Linked DNA regions of Mus musculus: all the other regions are linked to region 1. A link is a contact called in public promoter capture Hi-C data. All regions are on one chromosome and are shown on one strand. The core of a region is the stretch at or near the end of the contact, and the rest is flanking DNA. Distances in the headings are between cores, read along the strand shown. Region 1 holds the start of Atp8b5 (ATPase, class I, type 8B, member 5). Region 2 holds the start of Tesk1 (testis specific protein kinase 1). Region 3 holds the start of Car9 (carbonic anhydrase 9).

Region 1 (4,006 bases), core at 540-3,039:
GACTTTAGTACTTACTTGTTCTTACAGTCAGACTGTTCAGCTTTTTCAATATGGCCATTCTTGGAAGGCTATAAACTCATTACGTTAGGTAAGTTCAACTGAAAAGAACATCTGAGGTCACCTTAACTCTTTCTTACACCGATGCTGATATTCAGGTTGACATAGAAGAGTCTTTTTCATAGTTATACAGCAGCAGAGGTAACTCTAAATTTAGATTCTTCCTACTGCTTCAATATGCTGTTGAGTCTGCATTAGATACTTAAGTAATTAATATGCTGATGACCACCCCTAAATTTATGAGTTGTCTCTTATCCAATGCTAGGGCCTGGACCTAGATGAATACCTGACATATACAGTAATTGCTCAACAAATATACTTTCCTTGAACTTGGGACTAAGCAAAACAAATTCCTTAAAAGTTACTTTTTCAGGCCAGGCGTGGTGGCACACCCCTTTAGTCCCAGCACTAGGGAGGCAGAGGCAGGCAGATTTCTGAGTTGGCTATACAGAGAAACCCTGTCTAAAAACCAAAAAACAAAAAAAAGTTACTTTTTCAGAACATAGAGGCTCCTGCATAATACTTCTTTATTCACATAGAGAAAATGTATATTTTCAAAGTTCTTTTATGTATATGAGTCCACTTCACCCGTCTGAGTTAGATATGGAAGGAATTACCACTCCAAATAACAATCCAGCAAACTGTTACACTAAAGACCAGACTCGTGAACAGCATGTATCAGAGCTGAGACCCACATTTATATCTTCTGATTCCAGCTTCAATACATCTTTGCCATTTTATGTTGCTTTTTCAGCTTTGTCTTTTTGCTCTTGGGTCTGGAAAGACCATGCAGGGGTCAGTCAAAACATGCTAAAGGGAGTAATTCTATCCTTTAAAAATCCACTAGTTCAGACCTTCTAACCTGAAAATTTTCCTACTTTTCTTTTGTTTAAAACTGTATCAAGGGGCTGGCTGGAGAGAGACTGCTCTCTCAGTGGCATTGGGGTCCCAGCATCCACATGGCAGCTCCTATCTGTCTCTAACTACGGTCCCAAGGGATCTGATGGCCTTCAAGGACACCAAGTACAATTTATACTTGTGATCGTAGCAGCAGGGAGGCAGAGGCAGGAGGATCAGTACAAGTTCTAGGGCAGTCTGGTCTATGCAGTGAGTTTTAAGCCAGTTAGGGCTATCCATCAAGACCCTGTTTCGAAGCAAAGAAAGAATGTCTACCTTGGCAGTTCCTCAGATAGATAGACACCTACTTATTCACATTAGAAAGTTCGTGGTAGAGAGTTTAATTTTTCCTGCCAAGTAGGCATTAAAAGGAAAAGAATGATAGCAAATGCCCAGGAATATTAAGAGTCTTGGGGAAATGAGCAAATTTCCTTAGCTACCAGGGATATGACACAGCTGGGAGACTTAGGGTTAACCTGCTTTACGGAATAAATGGACAAATGTGTGCCCTGTGGGAGCAACCTGGGGGAGGATAAAGACTCTTTGGAAATGTCTGGATAGACATCTCAGGGAGTGCCAGGGAAACCTGTATATCTGAGGAGTACTGACAGAGTTCTCTTGGTGAGTATTACAATAATTCTCAAAGAAGTAGGAGGATGAATAACCACTCGGTAGTTCAAGTAACATAAGGTCTCCAAGCAATGCTGTCAGAAAGAAAACCGTAACTTCTCCTCGGGCGCCCCCTACTTACCGTCGCCTCACAGCCTCCTACTCCAGCAACCTCCATCTTAACGCACCTTTCTGCGCTTGTGCCACAGAACCACAGCTTCCGCCCAGAGCTGGACCCGCCCGCCCACGCGCTGCCGCGAGCTCGTCTCCCGCCACGCCCCTTTCTGCAGATACTGAAGCTGGAAAGTCTGGCTTTGAAGTAGTTGAGTCCTAAATCCCTGAGATGGCCAAGTCCTGAGATGAAATCCTCAGATCCTTCCAGGGGCTAACTGCATGCTAATGAGGGGAGAATAACAAAGGGGCGTGCTGCCCAGAGTTGGTGGGGTCCAGATGGCTTCCCAGAGGTGACAGACTGAAAGGTAGTGTGGAAGGGGTGACTGGAAATTAACAAGAATGGACACAAGAATGTAAAATGGCACTGAGGGCAAATTCAGCTGCGGAATTGTGTGTATGGGTATGTGTGATGGGTATGTGGAGGGCACTCCTGGAGGGGTTTAAGTTTTAGCTTAGAAGCCACTGTGACCACTGAGTAGCTTTTTTTTTTTAAATTAGATTTTCTTCATTTACATTTCAAATGATATCCCCTAAGTCCCCAATACCAACCCCACCCCCTTGCCCTGCTCCCCAACCCACCCACACCCCCTTCCTGGCCCTGGCATTCCCCTGTACTGGGGCATATAATCTTCGCAAGACCAAGTGGCTTTTAACTGAAGAGGAAAGAGGACGGACCCAGAGAGATGGCTTAGTGGTTAAAAGCACTTGTTCTTGCAGAGAACATCCATATGGTGTTTCACAACCATCCACAACTCCAGTGCCAGGATCAGATGCCTTCTTTTGACCTCTGTGGGTACCAGGCACCCAGGTGGTGCATGCATACATGCAGGCAAAACACTCACATAAATGTAAATAAAACTTTAAAGTACTTTTTAAAAAGAGAGAGGGAGCAGGAACAAAGGCTGGGGTTTATCAGTGATGCAGAGGAGGGGAAATAAAAAATACTACGAGGAACTAGGAGTTAGAGTTCCTGATAGGCAAATATATGAGAGGGGCCATGACTAAGTAATAAAGACTGTGAACTTCCAAGATGCCTGGCTGCTTCTTCACCCTCTTGACCTGAGACAAAGGTCTGGAAATAAATAATAATAATAATAATAATAATAATAATAATAATAATAATAATAATAATATTGTCTTGTGGGATTTTTTTTTACCTCCTCCTGTCAGTGGAGCCCCTGCTGATGGAGTGCCTCAGCAAGCTCAAGGCCAGATCAGGACATATTTACACAACAGTTATGGGCCAACCAACCCCAAATTAGGAGAGGAAGCCCCTTCACACTTTACAAGTTCCTAGCCATCAAGAAGCTGGACTTCTGCTTTGCAGGAGGGTCTTTCTCTGTGTCCCTGCTGAATGGGAATATTTTCTCACTTTTAATAAAAAGCTTTCTTCTGACTGCTGAATCTGCCCTTTTGCAATTTCTCTACAGCTACCTGTCATGGTCGAGATTTTTCTCCCTCTGCCTTGTAGTTCTTTAACTGGCAGAGAAAATGAACCCAGTCAAGCCCCTTAACTAGACTAGTGGACTAGAAAATAGAGAGTAGGTTCACAGGGACATTCCATTTTCTTAGCTGGAGCCTGGAACTGCTATGTGGACCAAGCTGGCTCAGATTCACAGAGATCCAAATGCTTGTCTCCCAACTGCTGGTCTTAAAGTGTGAGCCACCCAACCCAGCCCCTGGGGACAATTAGGAGGGGAGGGGGAGGAGGAAGCAGCTTTAAAATGACTTGGCAACTGACTAGAAAGGATCTGTTTAGGAAGCAATGGAAATGGATCCAGTTTCCTGTTGCAGGTGCTGGCTACGGTAGGAAGAAAGATGTGAGGTCTGTATTTTCTGTGTCAAGTCTTTTCTGATTCTGTGAGGCCTCATTTTAACCTTCCTTTCTCTACCTTCCTAGTTTTACTACCACAGCTCATCTGCCTTGAAAAGAACTGGGACGCAAAGCCTAACCTGGGCTGCCATAGCAGCCTTAGCCCTACTCTATGTCCTGCATCTCTCCTCTGCAGATGCACGTTCACAGCCCAGGCTGTGATCCACCTCAGTGATCCTAGATGGAGGAAGCGTGGACTACTTCTCTGTGGCACATGTCAGCTCCTTCTCTTCTACATCTTATGTAGGAAGCTGATGTTCTAGGTAACAAGACTGTTTATGAGACTGGTTGTCTCAGCCTAGTGACTGTGGGTTCCGTAGTCATTCAGGACACTTAGGTTCCACCATTAGCCAATAACTGGAGTTGGGATAGGGTGTGTAACCAGGGGTTATTAGT
Region 2 (3,943 bases), core at 1,094-3,593, 180 kb before region 1:
GGTTCTGGGGAGCTGAGCAGCTGTTCCAGGGTGCCCCCATTCATATACTGGGACATGGGGAAAGACAAGGTGTGTGAATGTCGGTGCTCTGTGCCTGCCACTCCTAAGACAGTTGACACTCAGGAGGCTCACAAAGGTCAAAAGGGTTGGTGGGTCTGTGCTCTAAGGTTCCCATTTATATACTAGGCTACCCTGTCTCTCACAGTAGGACTATGTACAGCTATGTTATCCAATACATTTAAATATAATCAGACATTCTTTTGTTACACCAGCTCTTGTTTTAGTCTATTCCACGTGTAGCTAGTGGCTCCTGTATTGGACCCAGATACAAAATATCTCCATCACTAACTCCAGCTGAGTATTCTAATAAGTGGTTTGCACACAGGGAAGTTCAGGAAGCCTTTAGTTGGAGGAGGTCCTGAGGTCCTGGGCAGGCAGGTGGCTTCTTTTTAATTTCCCAGCAGACCCACCAAGATCACTGACACTCTCACTTGGGGGTGTGGTGCCTTCCCTCTTTCCTGGCCTATGCTTAATGCTTACCTCTGTAAGCGCGTGCAGCTGCCCTTGGTGCACACAGACCCCCATGAACCTGAAAGGTGATGGGGAGGATAAAGGATACGCTGTAAGAGCCCGGGCTCCACTGCATCTCCCTCCTTTCCCAAGGGACTTTTCCTCCTGCCCAGCAAGCTGTCCAGCAAGAGGCTAGGCCGTTCACCTGAGGATGTTAGGGTGCCGGAGCCGGTTCATCAGCTGCACCTCCCTTAGCGTGTTGCTCCGGTTACTGGGGAGCTTGTTCATCTTCAGCACCATGACTTGTCCCGACTGTCGGTGCCGAACCTGGGGGAGGCAAGGCTCCGTGTGTGCCCGACAGGTTGGGTGGCTGCTAGCTCAAGGATCTCTAACCCAGGCTGCGGGGCCTCTAAGTTCTAGCCTCCCGTCCAAGGCTCGGTCCCGCCCCTCTGTCCTCTCTGCGGGTCCTACCTTGTAGACCTCAGAGAAGAAACCGGCCCCGATCTTCTCTGCGCAGTCGAAATCGTCCACACGCGCAAGGCTGGACACGGCGCTGCGGAGGGCCCGGTAGGAGGAGGGCCGGCCCCGGCCCGGGCCTCCGCCTGCGCCCCCCGGCCCCTCCCCCGGAGCCTCTCCGGGCCCGGGGCCCCGCAGCGGCGGCCGTTCCCCGGCCATGGCCGGGCCCCCAGCCCCGGCCTGCTTCACATGGCCGGATCCCCGGGACCCGGGCAGGCCGCGCTCGCCATGGGCGCCGGCCCAACCCGATCCCGGGGGCCGGGACTCCCGCCCGGTGGACTCCTGGAGGACCTGCCGAAGGTCCTGGGCCCGCCCCCGCCGCGCCGGCGAGTTGGGCCCGGTGGAACGCCGCGGCTCTCCGCTCTGCGCGGGGCCTGGGCCTGGGCCTGGGCCGGGCGGCGGCGGCGCTCCCGGGCGCCGGCGGCGGGCTCCCCGCGGGCGGCTGCTGCTCCGCTTCGCCGCCGGGCTCAGGCTGTGCGGCCTGCCCGGGGCGGGGCCCGGCCCGGTCTGCGGTTAACTCCTTGGAGCCCGGGCTGCGGCCCGGCCACGCCCCCTCAGGTGCGTCCCCCGCGCGTAGGCCGGGGCGTGAATCACAGGACGACTTGAGGGTTGACTGCTGGCGCTAATTCTCCTGCGCCCTGGGCTCCACGGATCGACCACGCTGCCTGCCCGGTCTGCGTCCGACTCCGACTGTCCATTTCAGGGGGGTTTCTGACCCCGACACTCTAAATCTCGGGGCTCGCTAACACCTGTCTTCTCCGATCGCAGTATCCAGGGCTGTAGGGAGCCTCTGGCCTTCGCATCCCTGACCTGCTCGACTCCTTCTCACTCCATCTCCATCCCCCTAAGTAAAGTTGAGATTCCGACGCTCGATCCGGTGACCACCCTCTTACTTCTTTGTCCTAATAACCCTCTCTTCGGAGACGCCTGCACCTGCAAGGAGGCCCCGCCCTCGGCAGGATCCCGCCCCCTCAAAGGCCGCTGCCCCTCGGAGCCCGCTCTCCTTCGGGGGACCTTTCCTACGGATGACACTGCTACATCCGTGTGTTCCCCGAGCCCCTCAGTGCTGCACCCCCTCCTCTTTGTGTTCCTCTCACTAAAAGAGACCTGGCAGAGTGACTCGGCTAGTCATTGTGACCCCTCCTCTCAAGGTGACTCCTCCCCTCGCTAGCGCCCAGCGGTGTGACCCCTTTCGGCAGGTTGCGCCCCACGTCGGTAGACGCCAGTGTGCCCCCTCAGTCCAGAGGAGGAGGTGCAGAGGCCTCTACAGCGGTTGGGATCCTCGGAGTGCGCACGCCCGGTCTCGGGACGTGGCTTTCGCTGTTGCCGATGTTTCCGGCTCTGCCACGGACTCCTCCCCTCAAGGTCATCGGGAAGGTAGCCAATCGTCGCTAGGGTTGCGTGACGTCACTGGATCCCGGCAGAGGTCTCCTGGCATCCGTGAGCGTCCTGCCACCTCGCGGCGGAATGGAGTGAGGGCAGGCTGAATGTGCAAGGCCGTCTTGAGAGTGCACCGTATAAGGGAATCGTTCAGGTTTGGAGAGAGAACAGTCATGCACAGTTGTTCTAGAAAAGGAGAGTAGGCCAATGCGTGTTCTTTTCCCCCACTGGTAACAGCAAAACATACTCATCGCATTAAATTAGAGTTAATTCTGAGAACCTATTTGTAATCTTTTGTGTAGAGATTGAAACGGTCTTGCCCTGTAGCCCATGCTGGCTTTGGATTCATACCACACCATACCACTTTGTGCTGGGATTACAAACATATGCTACCCCTCCTGGCAGGATTTTATTTTCCATAGTTTGTGCAAGGTCTGAAGACACTCGGAATTTGTACCTGTAGGATACCCTCACTGTAGTAAGCTTAACTGACACTGGATTCTGTCCCATTAGTCATTTTGAGGATCAATGTCTGTGACAGTAGTTTCATGCTGAATTGTGTGTGTGTGTTTAGGAAGGGCGCTGTGGTGGTTATGGTGAGAGGGAGTGTTTAGGAAGAAGGCCGTGTGGTGGTTCCCTCTGCTGGGGATGCAAGACTGAGCTAGGATACACTAGTAAAAAGGAGGGAATGTTGATGTGCCTGAGAAGCTCTGTGTGTGTGTGTGTGTGTGTGTGTGTGTGTGTGTGTGTGTGTGTGTGTTGGGGGAGTGCAGCAGCCAGGTTCATCGTTAGGTTTCTATCAAGGTTTAAAACTGGTATCACCAGTTTTTAAAAGTTCAGGTGGAAAAGCTGTTGAGTGTAGGAGGTAGATTATCATCAGCCAGCAATAATGATGGTCACAGGGACGATATACTGTCACTCAGGGAGCACGCATGTGCACACTCCCTTCTTTCTCTAGTAAATATACCTGCTTTCAGATACCCTCTGGGCCTGTGACTATCCTGGGAGTAACTCATGGCCACGTGTTTTGTCCACATGTCTGTCCCTGCACCCAGTTATTTGCTGCATAGCTATGGCATTATTTTACCACTGATTAGAAAAAGGAATCTTCATTAAATCGTGGTGTCATTGTTGTGTAGTGGGTTGGTCTGTTGTGGCTCTGTATTCAAATGCTAAAAACTGTATCCCATGACCTGGCTGCTCCAAGACAAGCAGGTCCTCAACTATACCAGCTCTTGTTGTATATTCATGATTGGTTAGTAAAGATGCCTACAGCCTATAGCTGGGCAGAAGAGGTAGGTGGGGCTGAAGGTTCCCGGGCTTGTGTTCAGGCACAGAAGAGAGGAGAGAAGGAAGGGAGGGTGGAGAAGTCGCCATGGGGTGGTGTGGATTGTGAGCACCTGGCCACCAGGGCTGGCCTGTTGGAGTGGGAGTGGCCTAGGTGGAATGTGTGTGGCAAGTGATGTCTTGGGGTTATTGACAAGAAAGCAGACAAAAATAGCCCAGAGGGTTGACATCTGCCCAACTCTAGTGCTGT
Region 3 (4,182 bases), core at 349-2,848, 240 kb before region 1:
CCTGGGGCCAGAGTAGGGTGCCTGGGATGAGAGGAAAAGGTGCAAGAAGTCTAGCGATTTGGACAAGAACCGTTAGGATAAGTGAGGGGTGGAGTCAGGACGCTTGGGGTGGGAGGAAGGGGGGGCGCTCCAGGGACTGGCGTGGGGGAGTGCGGGGCGCGGGAGGGGGGCCATAGAGTAGGACCTGGGTCCAGTCTAGGGCTACTACTGGGAATGTTGGTGCGGCAGATCACCAGGGCTGGGCTCCCAGATTGGGTCTGTGTAGCCGGCCGTGTCTTACCTCCATAGCTCCAATGACTGTGGCCACCCCCTGCATAAATGAGAAGAATTAATAAGCCCACTCTTACAGCCCAGTCCCTTCCCAGTGCCCAGAATAAAAAAATATTCCCTCCCGCTCTGGCAGGGGGCCTCACAGCCCCGGATGTCTTACAAGAGTGTTGCACGTAATAGAAAGGAATGTAGCAAGGCTGGTGTGAAGCACAGTGGACTACCACCAGCTGGGACTCCGCCACCGCCACCATCACTGCAGGAGCCATCAGTAGCCCTACCGATAGTTTGCAAACTAGGGTCTGTAGGCACGGCTTCAGTTTGAGATCCAAATCATCGTTCTTTTTCCCTTACTCACCCACCTTCCCACTCATCTCTCTTTCCTGTCTAAAGTTCCTGGCTTAGAGCCAAGCACGGTGGCGCACACACCTGAAATCCCAGAACTCGGAGGAAGAAGAAGGTAAAGGGCAGAACTAGTTCAAGGCCAATCCGATCTACACAATAAGACCTTATCTCATCCTCCGCCCCCAGAGCAAACCAAAGTTCCTCCACCTGTCTTTTCCCACACCGCAAATCATAGGTGAGTAACGGCTGTGAGCTCCTTGTGTGTCTTCCAGGAGCCCCCTTCTCTTCCCTTTTCATCTCTCTGTCTCTGTCTCTCTGTGTCTGTCTCTGTCTGTCTGTCTCTCATTCTCTCTACCTCCCTCTCTTCACACACACACACACACACACACACACACACACTTATTTTCCCCCTCTGTCCATTCCCAGTTCTATTTCCTCTTTAATTTCCCCCTATTCTCGGCTTTTTTTTTCTTCTCTCCTTTTAGGGGGGAAAGACTACCTATTAGAGTATAATTGCCGAATGCTCTCAGCTAGCATTTCGGGGAAGAGAGGGGAGTGGGGGAGGACAAGGCATAAACTTACCTGAGCCTAGATTTGGAAGTTAATGACCACTTACCTTTTTCATCCCCGTGGGAACCTTGACTGTGCTCAGGAGCCTCGGGAGTCGATAGATCCTCTAACCCAAGGGACTCCTCCATCCTGTCTTCAGAATTAACTTCAGGTGGATCCTCCCCATCGGGTGGATCCGCCTCTTCAGGTGCATCCTCTTCACTGGGCAGAACATCCACGCCCAGCTCATCCTCCCCAGATGAACTGTCTCCCAAGGAGGGCTCCCCCTGCATCCCGGACAGGCCCTGGGGCTGAGCAGACACTTGGAGCAGCAGGAACAGCAGCAGCTGTGCAGTAGGGGCTGGGGTCGACAAAGGGGCCCAGGGGCTGGGGCCCAGGGAGGCCATGCAGCTGACTGGGGTGTCCCAGGACACACTGTGGACGGGCTGTACGTGCATCGGAAATAGGAGCTGGGTAGGGGAGGAGCAAGCCTTGAGGGGAGCAGGCTGACTCACAGTGCCCTTTTGTAGAGATGGAGCCAAAGTCCCACAGGTTCTGTCTGGCCCTATGCCCCCTCCCCGATATCAAAGCCTGGACATTGGTGCGGTAATGGGTAGGGTTGGGGTGAGGGGCAGGTGTGTTCATAGGCAGAAAGAAGGTTATCAGGATCACCAGCTCAGCTTGGAACCCAAGGCACCACCTGGCACTGTATAGGTTCTCCCTGGCACCACCCAGCTCCTGGCCTCTGCTAGGCCTGGCCTGCTTCCCGGCCCTGGCAGGGCAGGGGAAAGAAGGAAGCTGGGCCCCCGTGGAGTTGGGCTGAGGAGGCAAGAAATCCATGCATGTATCCTGGCCCAGTCAGGTCTTGGGTAAGGGGGCAGGTTAAGACCCTGGAGGAGCCTAGGGGTGAATAGGTGGAGGGGCTCACAGCTAAGTAGAAGGCAAATTTGAGCATGATTATTTGAATCTACATATGAGACTCTAATGGTTACCCCCCCCCCCCCACTGCCTGCCAAAGTCTGATCATTTTATTTCCCGACTTCCAGGTCTTCAAAACCTCACCCAAGAAACCAGTCTTGTCTCTTGCTCTTCCACCTAATGTTCTGGTCAGATAATTTGTGTGTGTGTGCTCCTGCGCGCATGCACTTTTTTGCTTTGTTTGTTTGTTTCTTTTTCAGTGCTGGAGACTGACTCCAGGGGGCCATGGGTGCCATGCAAGCACTCTTTCACTTGAGCTTTGCTCCCAGAGCTAAACTATTCATTCGTCTCTCCAAACTCTGCACTGCCTTTGTGAATCTCCGTCTTGTTGCCCAGAATGCCATTCATGTTTGCACGCCGTATTTGTTTAATACCTACGGTATGTTAGGCACTGGGCTGTGGACTAGGGATGCGGAAATGAAAACGAAGGCTCCTATCTGAGAAGCTCTCGCTCCAGCGAGTGAGGACAGATGTCATAATTCTGCCTCAAGGAACTATGGATGTGGGTAAAATCTGTTCCCATCTTTGAAGCAGAGGTAGAAGCCCCACGGGGAGGGGTTGGTTAATAATCACAGTAAAGAGATTGGAATTCTGGACAAAGAAGAGACATGGACCATTTTGAATAGAGACTGGTCAGATGGCTTAGTGGGTAAAGACACTTGCCACCGAATCTGATGATCTGAGGTGGAACCCCAAAATCGACATGGTGGAAAGAGAGAACCATCTACTACAAGTTGCCCTCTGCCCCCTGTGTGTGCCATGGCACATGCATGTGCACACACACACACATACACCAAATAGATGTAAAATAAAGTCTTTTGAAGAGCGTGACAGAGACCAGTTCTTACATCAGGCCATGTGGAAGACAACTATGAGTGTGGATTTCACAGGCAGCCTGATTCTTTATGAATCAGGACAGAGTGAGAACGGATGGAGCTCCCAATCTGTCCATCTAGTGACCATGTACCAAGCCTCTCCCAGTGTCCTTGACTCTGCTGGTGTCTCCAGGCACGCAGCACAGAATAGCAGACAGCCTTAAGCTCTGCAGCTCCCATTCCCAGGAGATTCCCATAGCCTCAGCAACTATAAAAGAATAAGGTCGTTTCATCCAGGTATCTAAAATGATGCAACGAGCATCCACCAGTGTGGGTGTCTAGGTTAATTGAATGCATTGAGTTATTTTTATTCCTGACACATACAGCTACATCCCATGGCTCTAGGTAACCCTGCTATCCCATCTTCTCTTTGAGAGCCTTCTAGATGATTCCTGATCTAAATAAAAGGTAGTATCTATACAGAAGGGTCCAAGGAACTTTATTTGAGGGACCTAACCAGGTTTAAACTTGGTTATTTTTATTTCATGTGCATTGCTGTTTTGCCTGCATTATATTTGTATGAGGGTATCAGAATCCCTGGAACCAAAGTTTCAGACGGTTGTGAGCTGCCATGTGTGGGTCCTGGGAATTGAACTCAGGTCCTCTGGAAGAACAACCAGTGCTCTCGACCTCTGAGTCATCTCCCCAGCCCTTCACTTTCCTTTCTAATGTTTGTAAACCGCCATGGTATTTAATGTTTTCATTATCTTACTGTCCTAAATCCATTTTATTCTTTGACTCAGCTTCTAGGCAATTTTCTTTGAAGTTTAATTTTTAAGTGTGTATGTGTTTAGATGTGGAGGCCAGAGGACAACTTTATGGAATCAGTCCTCTTCTACCTTTATGGAGATTCCAGGGATCAAACTCAGGCTGTCACCAGCCACAGGAGCAGAGAGCACCATGCTGTTAATGGCAGCTTGGGGGCTGCATGGATACCTTTCTCCAACACCAATCTCAGCTCTTACTCATTTTCCTTCTTTCTAAATATTCTGAGCATTTCGGTCTTGTCAGGATTTTTGTATGCTTCCTGGTAGCACAAGCTCCCACCCCTCTAGACATGTCTCTCCCTTCCTTATAGGCCTCCTGCCATCATGTCAGGCTTGCAAGACAAGTGGCTTTATCTGCGGAACCATCTTGCTAACCCAAGGAAGGAAGCCTTTCTTAACCA

The links. Capture Hi-C pulls out chosen DNA fragments and counts their contacts.
Region 2: a contact with region 1 is called in a promoter capture Hi-C map of adipose tissue. The contact joins the promoter of Tesk1 here to the promoter of Atp8b5 in region 1. A contact is called at or near these places in 3 of 39 promoter capture datasets (hippocampal neurons, macrophages and neural stem cells), 1 of 15 datasets of contacts at CTCF or cohesin (the NIH/3T3 cell line), 12 of 484 Hi-C or Micro-C datasets (the HL-1 cell line, adipose-derived mesenchymal stem cells, bone marrow-derived dendritic cells and 9 more), 12 of 115 datasets of contacts at active chromatin or transcription factors (astrocytes, craniofacial prominence, embryonic basal ganglia and 6 more) and 3 of 9 other capture datasets (adipose tissue, liver and pancreatic islet).
Region 3: a contact with region 1 is called in a promoter capture Hi-C map of pancreatic islet. The contact joins the promoter of Car9 here to the promoter of Atp8b5 in region 1. A contact is called at or near these places in 4 of 39 promoter capture datasets (cranial neural crest, liver, neural stem cells and 1 more), 4 of 115 datasets of contacts at active chromatin or transcription factors (bone marrow-derived macrophages, craniofacial prominence, embryonic stem cells and 1 more) and 3 of 9 other capture datasets (adipose tissue, liver and pancreatic islet).

What each region holds. Positions count from the first base shown.
Region 1 is chr4:43,264,942-43,268,947 of GRCm38.p6, reverse strand. Atp8b5 (ATPase, class I, type 8B, member 5) reads right to left here and starts at 1,789. Exons shown (of 29, transcript NM_177195.3): 1 at 1,706-1,789.
Region 2 is chr4:43,440,677-43,444,619 of GRCm38.p6, reverse strand. It overlaps Tesk1 (testis specific protein kinase 1), which reads right to left and starts at 2,343. Exons shown (of 10, transcript NM_011571.3): 1 at 982-2,343; 2 at 716-837; 3 at 541-589; 4 at 1-47. The coding sequence starts at 1,185.
Region 3 is chr4:43,504,442-43,508,623 of GRCm38.p6, reverse strand. It overlaps Car9 (carbonic anhydrase 9), which reads right to left and starts at 1,598. Exons shown (of 11, transcript NM_139305.2): 1 at 1,229-1,598; 2 at 281-310; 3 at 1-21. The coding sequence starts at 1,568. It overlaps Arhgef39 (Rho guanine nucleotide exchange factor (GEF) 39), which reads left to right. Exons shown (of 12, transcript NM_001013377.3): 1 at 1-39; 2 at 661-847; 3 at 4,093-4,182.